Regions from separate parts of the Zea mays genome. Here region 2 is linked to region 1. A link is a contact called in public Hi-C data. All regions are on one chromosome and are shown on one strand. Each heading gives the region's core, a stretch centred on a gene start, on an enhancer-like site or on the middle of the called end of the contact. The rest is flanking DNA. Distances are from core to core; before and after follow the strand shown. Region 1 holds the start of ct2 (compact plant2). Region 2 overlaps LOC103631789 (serine/threonine-protein kinase).

Region 1 (4,228 bases), core at 378-2,877:
AATTGTGAAAATCACAAATTCCATACCCAATTCATCTATACAAATAACCCCTACCAGGGCAGGCTTTATAACACCCCGTTAATTCCTGGACCGGCGGTACTTACTTCTAGCAGCTCTCTAGGATCATATATTGTCCTCACAGACCAACACGAGTCTTTTGTGCTCATTTTGTCCTCACTCGTGCGCACCCGAGAAAACTTTCCGGTCGGTTATCCATCCAAAATTGCTCCAAGCCAAACACGCTTAACTTGGAGGTTCTTTCGAGACATCTTTCGAAAAAGAAGATGTACCTTGTTGGTATGGATACTCTATTAATTGTATTAAGCCTTGGGCCAGGATATCACAATCCACCCCCCTTAGAAGACCGGCGTCCTCGTCGGTCAACTCTAATCCAGGAATCTCTCCTCTTAGTCACGTCTGTGTGTCTAGTGTCGTCATATGCCATGCCATGTGACCACTCTGGGCCCACATGCGCCATATACCCGACCCCCTAGCCCACACACGCCCGTGAAACCTCGAGGGTCGGCTCTGATACCACTTGTAACACTGCGTCCAATCCCTGGACCGGCGGTACTTACTCCTAACAGCTCTCTAGGATCATATATTGTCCCTACAGACCAACACGAGTCTTTTGTGCGTACTTTGTCCTCACTCGTGCGCATCCGAGAAAACTTTCCGGTCGGTCACCATCCAAAATTGCTCCAAGTCAAACACGCTTAACTTGGAGGTTTTTTCGAGACAGACTTCTGAAAAAAGAAGATGCACCTTGTTGGTATGGATACTTTATTAATTTTATTAAGCCTTGGGCCAGGATATCACCATCTCAGGGGCCAGGATATCACAAATTTTTATTTCAATAAAAATAGTATGTTGTGTGGTTTTTTAGCGTTGACATAAATCTACGTGAATTACTTAATTCTGAAATAGAAAACCCCGATGTGGTTGTGGGTTTAGGGTATAGCCTGTTGCAGACTATGCACTTGAACAATAAGGTCAAGAGTGCAGTCTGGAGCTGACGTGGTAGAGCAAGAGGGGATGGTGCACTGACACCCGCCTAAGCAAAAGTTTCCTTTCAATTTGTAGCAAACCAATATGTTCAACGTGATCCCTATGGTGTGTTTGGTTGAAGAGTTAACTAGAATGTGACAGTTTTATTTCAAAGAATGGAGCCATTATGTCCTATGTTTGGCAAGCAGAATATATGTGTTTCATTTTTTTTGTCTGGTTAAAGAGTAAAATATTCTTTGTTTGGTTAGAGATGCATATGATTAGGGAGGGAACGAGGGGGAGAGTCCTCCCGTCCAAAAGAGCGCTCCTATCCGATTATTTTGGTGGAAAAAACATTCTAATTATTTATGATACATTTTTACCTATAGACTTTATGAGCCGTTTTATTTCTGTTCCATTAAAAACTAAACACCCAGAAAAAAAAACACCTCCTCGTTCCATTCTCGTCCGTTTCTCGACCAAACACGCTCTCTCTCGGCAGCGATGCGAGAACGTGCCTTTCCTTCTCGCTTTCACTGGTACCAGGTGGCGACCATACAGCACGGAACTCCAGTTCACCGCTGCCTTTCTTCTACTGTTCACCCCGCGTGCGCTCGCTCACTCGCTCTCTCCCCTCTGGCTCTGAGTGGCGCTAGTGGGCGACCGCCGCCGCGTCCCTCCGTCAGGTGCCCAGGTGTAGCCTCGTCAGCCCCTCCGTCAGGTCTTCGTCGGCCCCCTCGCCGACGAGCACCCACCAGGTACGCGCACCCCCCTCTTCTTCGCTTGCTTCCGTGCGGAACCGAGCACCCGAACCCTAACCTAAGCTATTTGCGTATTTGTATTCGGATCTGATCTGATCTAATTGCAAGCTTATAAATGTACCATGCTCTAACTTCGTGTTTTTGCAAACATTATTGGGCGTACATGTGTACACCCATGTCCTTTACTATATCCGCTCCCCAGCCAGGCATGAGAGCGCGCTTCTAGAATAATGTCTGTGCTTACCTGCGTGATTGAAAGCATGGGCTCATCCTGTAGCAGATCCCATTCTTTCGACGAGGCTGAAGCAGCTGAAAATGCAAAGGTAACTTGTCACTTAGACCAGGCTGATGCTATCAGGAGGTTATGATTTTGTGTTGGTAAGCAGCAACACTTGGTTCCTTCTGACATTAGCAGTGTGGGTGCAGTCTGCAGACATTGACCGGAGGATTTTGCAAGAAACAAAAGCCGAACAACACATCCACAAGCTCTTACTTCTCGGTAATGCCAACTTACTTGAACTTAAGAGCTTTTTTTTCTTCTTCATGTGAAGTATATCTGTTCTGTAGTTTTCTCTCTTGATAGTTTGCTGGATCAGCCAAAAGAACTGTTGCGAAGTTGATCCCTAGTCACTTCTCTTTCCATGCATTCTAGACTTGATAATGTGCCTGTCCATTGATAAGGTACTTTGCCTGTATTCCTAACAGTCATCCTCCTTTTCAATCACTTCTTTGTAAGGTGCTGGAGAATCGGGGAAGTCTACAATATTTAAACAAGTAAGGTTTATGCCACTCCCTAGAGGATCATAATTCTTATGTCATCATCAAGACAGCAAGTCACGGATGTGTCTTACCGCTCATTCGCAGATAAAGCTTCTTTTCCAAACTGGCTTTGACGAGGCAGAGCTTAGGAGCTACACATCAGTCATCCATGCTAATGTGTATCAGACAATTAAAGTATGCTATACTAAAAAGGGTGTGTCTTTTTTTTTCTATCACGTTGTAGAGATGATTATGTAGGAAGGTTTCGTTATGGAGTTTCTTGCTGCTCCAATGAGGGTGTATTTGCAGATATTTTTTCTCAGTAAATGAGTTAAACATGCACACGCAGATATTATATGAGGGAGCTAAAGAGTTAGCCCAAGTGGAACCAGATTCTTCAAAATATGTCTTATCTCCAGATAATCAGGTTTGCACACTTGCCTTCAGAAATTAGAGTTAAGTTTTGGCAAACTTGGTTATTTTGCAATGTAATTGTCCTGGTGTGGTCCTGACACAATTGCTATGGTTGAACCTGCCTGGAGCTGTTATAATCCAAACTGCCTTATTATGCTTTGCACGATTACATGCTAACAAAATGAGCATTTGATCAGAGAAGGCAGCTAGGAACCTTGCCCCTACATTTTATTGCTTCAGAGAAGGCAGCTTTAGATTTGCTCAAATATTTGTTGTCTCAAATGTTTATTATGCAGTATTCATCTATGTCAAGTTATGAGCATTTGCTTTGTTTGTAGTTATGAGGTTAAATAGTTAACAAATCTCATCTTGGTAGACGTTGCAATGCGTTTATTAGCTCTTAGAAGCTTCTCATAGCACACCACACACATTTTTACTTAATTACCTTTTGTATATTTGTATTGTAACTTTATTATTAATTCAGGAGATTGGAGAAAAACTATCAGAAATTGGTGCCAGATTGGAATACCCATCGTTGAACAAAGAACGTGTACAGGATGTAAGAAAACTATGGCAAGATCCAGCCATTCAGGTGAAATTCCATTTACTTTGATTTTTTTTAAAAAATGTATAAACTTTTAAACATAAAGTTTGATCATTTAGAAATTCATTTGTAGGAAACTTATTCACGTGGGAGTATTCTGCAAGTCCCAGACTGTGCACAGTACTTCATGGAAAATTTGGACAAATTATCTGAAGAAGATTATGTACCGACAAAGGTACACAATTATCCTCAATCTATTTTTAGGAGAGATTTTACATATGCGTTTTACAATGTCACATATTTCATGTTGATTGTCATGGTACTGAAATCTACCTTTTGAGGCTATCAGATAGCAGCAGAACGAGAACCTAGATTAACTATGAAATATTTCTTTTGAAGACCTTAGGAGATCATTAGTTAAATTAGAGTATATTATGCATGTTAGAGTATATTAGGCAACTCCTGATATGGTTGGTTTAGGATTGATTATAATCCTGGGATAACCTTCCTTACATCTGGGATAACCTTTCTTATCTCTAGGATAGGCTTTTTGCCCTCCAAGTCATGTACTCCTATATATTCTCCCTAGAGGCTCAATGCAATACATCCCACACATTATACACATTCTCTCCTTCCTTCAAAATATTCAGTAAGGAAACACATATTATACCTTGCATATAACAAGGCAGAATCGTCATGCCCAGTTGCAGTGCGTCAAGGAAAAAAAACTACTAAACTGCACAGTGTTATTAAAACTACGTTT
Region 2 (3,813 bases), core at 747-3,246, 120 kb before region 1:
TTACTTATATTTAGTAATTACTAATAAAATTTTGACCGACTATTAAAAGGGGATGCTTAGCCTTGACCATGTTTCTTGGTTAGCCTTATGCTATACTTTTTTCCCACACTTACTAAGTGATGATCGTATGAGAGCTCACCATTGCTATAATCACTTCCGGTCAATAACAGGTGTCGTAGGAGGATGACTACTATAAAGAGTTCGGAGAGTCTAGGCCGTAGTCTTCCAGTCAACTGTGAGGATCGTCGTCATTATATGATTTATTTTACTTAGTTATTTTGTATAGAAATTGTATTATGTAATAAATATTGTGACATTGATTTTGTACACTGAGTAATCATATACGTGAAACTTGATCCTGTCACACACATGATATATTGAATACTAGGGCATGATACTATGCACCGAAGGATGTTTTATCTAGAGAGTTCGATACTGCGTATCCTATGTGACAGTCTTAGATTTTAGTTTTGCTCTTTATAATTGCAGAATTACTTGGAAGCAACACAAGTGATCTTGAATCAAACACAAGCAACAGAATTTAGAAGAGGGAGTGGAGAAATAAATCGCAAGCAAAACACATCACGAGAGACAAGAGTGATTAATTTACTGAAGTTCGTTTTTTCAAAGAAAAACTACCTCTCCATTGAGGAGTCGAATTAGGATAGGTCTTTTTCAACACTTTTCTTTTCTAAAGCGATCACCTAGATCGAGCTCGAGTGTCCTTTCTCAAATCAAGAGACCAGAGTCTTCGCAAGGACCTTCACATAAACTTCGGAGTCTCTCGCTAGCCTTTACAAGAATGAGAATGAGAAAGAAATTCAAGAGCACAAGAACCACCGTCGCAACAAACTCAAACGCAAATTGTTCACAAAGCACTACCAATTCTCTAAAAACTCAATTCTATGGAATGTTGCACTTGGGAGGCTTTGAATGACTTGGAGTTGTTGCAATCAATGAATAGATGTTTGGTGCGGCTCTTCTGTATCTTGAATACTAGTTGGAGTATCTATAGGCCTAACTATCCTATGTAACCGTTGGAATTGAGTGAAAATTCTGTATTTATTGTGGGTGCACCGGACCTCCTACAATAGTGGTTGGGTGCACTACTAGACGTGTCAGTCTGTTGTTGCAAATTTATATCAGCGTGTTATCTCTATCAAAAAGTTGTGGCTTATATTTATATTAGAGGATTGTAATACAAATCCATATCAGTTACAATCATCACACGGGGTTTATCTACAAGTCGTTTTAGATCTATAAAAATAGAGAAGTTTGGTTAGATTACTGTATATGCAACAAATTCAATCTATAGAGTTCTCTCTAAAACACGCAACCAGCTGGATGCTTTCAATCACACAAACGAAGACGTTAACTTCCACCGATCGTATAGCTGCTCGATCGATAGATATATCTCAGCCAAGCTGCATGCACGCGACAGGCAACAACAGTCCGGTCACGTACAAGACGTGGAAGCTAGTAAATCCACCCATATTATCATCGTCGTCATAGCACGGACGGAAGAGGGAACATCACTCCTCTGGCCGCACGACGGCCGCGCCTTCGCCTGACGACCTCCTCCGGCCTCCTCGTCTGCCGGATCCTTCCTTATTACTACTCACCGGCGCCGCTTCGTCCCCGTTGGCGGTCGTCGTCTCCGGCGGTGCGATGTAGACGAAGGGCCCGACGAGGCAGTCGTCGAGCGCGAGGAGCGGCTCGAGCGCTTCGACGACGGCGGACATGTGTGGGCGGGACTTGGGGTTGAGGGCGACGCACTGGTGCGCCACGGCGGCGGCCTTGTGCGCGGCCCGGCTGGAGTACTGGCCCACCAGGCTGGGGTCCATGACGCGGTCCAGGCGGCGCGCGTCCGTCAGGTACGGCCGCGCCCACTCCACCAGGTTCTGCTCCCGCGGGGGGCGGCTCTTGTCCACCGCCTTCCGCCCCGACAGCAGCTCCAGCAGCACCACGCCGAAGCCGTACACGTCGCTCTTCGCCGTCAAGTGGCCCGTCATGATGTACTCCGGCGCGGCGTATCCTTGGGTCCCCATCACCCGGGTCGACACGTGCGTCTCGTCGTCTTCCGGCCCGTCTTTGGCTAGACCGAAATCCGACAGCTTCGCCTTGTAATCCTACACAAAAAAAAAACAACGATCAATTCCAAAATGTAAGCTTGCGGATGATACTGTAGCAAATGCAGGCAGATGTCAGCTAGTTTCCTCGCGTACGTAGAGCAGTTAACATCCAACAACTCCGTTGCTAATTGGCAACAGGAAACTTTCGACGAATGATCGTGCATGTTTTATTTATATAAAACATTACCACTAGTGCTAGCTTTCCTGTGAGAAAAAAACTGTTTTTTTTTTCGTGGCACGCATGATTGAGCATGACAGTTGAATACGGCCGGAAGCTAGCGTTGCAATGGTTGACACTTGACCCGTTCTGGTTCACAGGCCCGACCAGAAGCTGACGGCGGCAGTGGTGCTGGAGGTCAGGTCAAGATTTTGTCGCTCAGCAGTTGGCATCTGGTTTATTGGCGACCTGACGATTTCAGTTCGATTTCAGCGCTGGTTTACTGGCCGCGACTTGCTCCATCAAACCGAACCGAACCTAACCACAGCTGAGCCGCCTGATCTTTCGAGCGAGGCCGAGGAGAGATAGATATGAAACGGCGGCGAAGATAGAAAGTAGTAGGTGGATGTGGATATGTGTGGATGCCGTGTGCTGTTACGGATGCACTAGCTAGCTAGCTCACCGAGTCCAGCAGGATGTTGGAGGTCTTGAAGTCCCGGTAGATGACCGGCTTCTCGGCTTCATGGAGGAAGGCCAACCCTTTGGCAGCGCCAATGGCGATCTTCAGCCGTGTGGACCAAGGCAACGACGCCGCGTACTCTGCAAACATGCATATGCGTCCATTGAGTGCTACGTACGGGTGATCAGCTGAGGTAATCAAACTAATTAGGTTCCAGATGAATGGTGCGCAAACATTTGAAAGAAACTGAACCTGTCAATATAATTCAGACGAGAGAGTAAAACGCGACAGCTGGATGTCAAATGTTCGGAATATGTCCATTTCCAGTACCATCATCATCCTCTTTTGTTTAGAACGAGGGGAATGAGCTACACCTAATCTTTGGCGTACTTATTTTGTAGTATATGATACCATCATGCATACAAAGTTTATTGTACCACGTGCAGTTATCCAGATCTACAAGATACTCTCTCTCCGTCTCCAAATAAACCATTTGTAAGTCAAACTAAGTTTATAGGAGTAACATGAAATAAGTTACTATAAAAATATGTTCTATATGGCATATCTAATAATACTAATTCGATCTGATGTGCTTGTTCTTGAAATTCGGGTAGAAGTAAAAAAAATCTTACTTAAGATAACTCTAGGAAACTATTTATTCAGGAACGGAGTGAGAATTAAGATGTGACATTCACTTACAGAAGCACAAGAATTGCCTAATAGTGACTAATAACTTCCACATCATTGACCAACTGTTTACGTTTACAGTGACCCAACCTAAAAAAAAATCAAGCAGGCACTGTTTGGAAGCATAAATATCACCGGGAAAACTCCCAAGAAACAGTAAAATTCTTGCATGAATCCTGTGAGATTTATGTGTTCCAACTTCCAAACGGGCACTCTGGGTCCATTTCCTTTTTCTTTTGAAGGCAAGCACTATGAGTCCATGTTAACTTTACCCCTACTAAATTACTAACATAGCAGAAGCTAGTGATAGACTGATAGTGATCATGCATGCATGGAGACTGAACTGGGAAGTTGGAAGTTCCACTTCCACCCTGTTA

Evidence for each region. A called contact is a pair of places that touch in the nucleus more often than the background predicts.
Region 2: a Hi-C map of leaf shows a contact between it and region 1, with 4 times the contacts expected there. The contact joins the enhancer-like site here to the promoter of ct2 in region 1. A contact is called at or near these places in 4 of 25 Hi-C or Micro-C datasets (ear, endosperm, leaf and 1 more).

What each region holds. Positions count from the first base shown.
Region 1 is chr1:16,623,003-16,627,230 of Zm-B73-REFERENCE-NAM-5.0, reverse strand. ct2 (compact plant2) reads left to right here and starts at 1,627. Exons shown (of 14, transcript NM_001157613.1): 1 at 1,627-1,745; 2 at 1,951-2,071; 3 at 2,175-2,247; 4 at 2,485-2,522; 5 at 2,613-2,702; 6 at 2,857-2,934; 7 at 3,406-3,513; 8 at 3,599-3,700. The coding sequence starts at 1,979.
Region 2 is chr1:16,740,999-16,744,811 of Zm-B73-REFERENCE-NAM-5.0, reverse strand. It overlaps LOC103631789 (serine/threonine-protein kinase), which reads right to left. Exons shown (of 3, transcript XM_008653313.4): 3 at 1,241-2,129. The coding sequence ends at 1,615. Among protein-coding and RNA genes, the nearest start is that of LOC103631789, 4.9 kb to the right of the region's middle. Within about 2 kb of position 1,996, at least 12 of the 20 cell types and tissues checked have an H3K27ac peak or open chromatin away from gene starts, as enhancers often do. A contact at or near this core is called in endosperm and leaf, where this site is marked.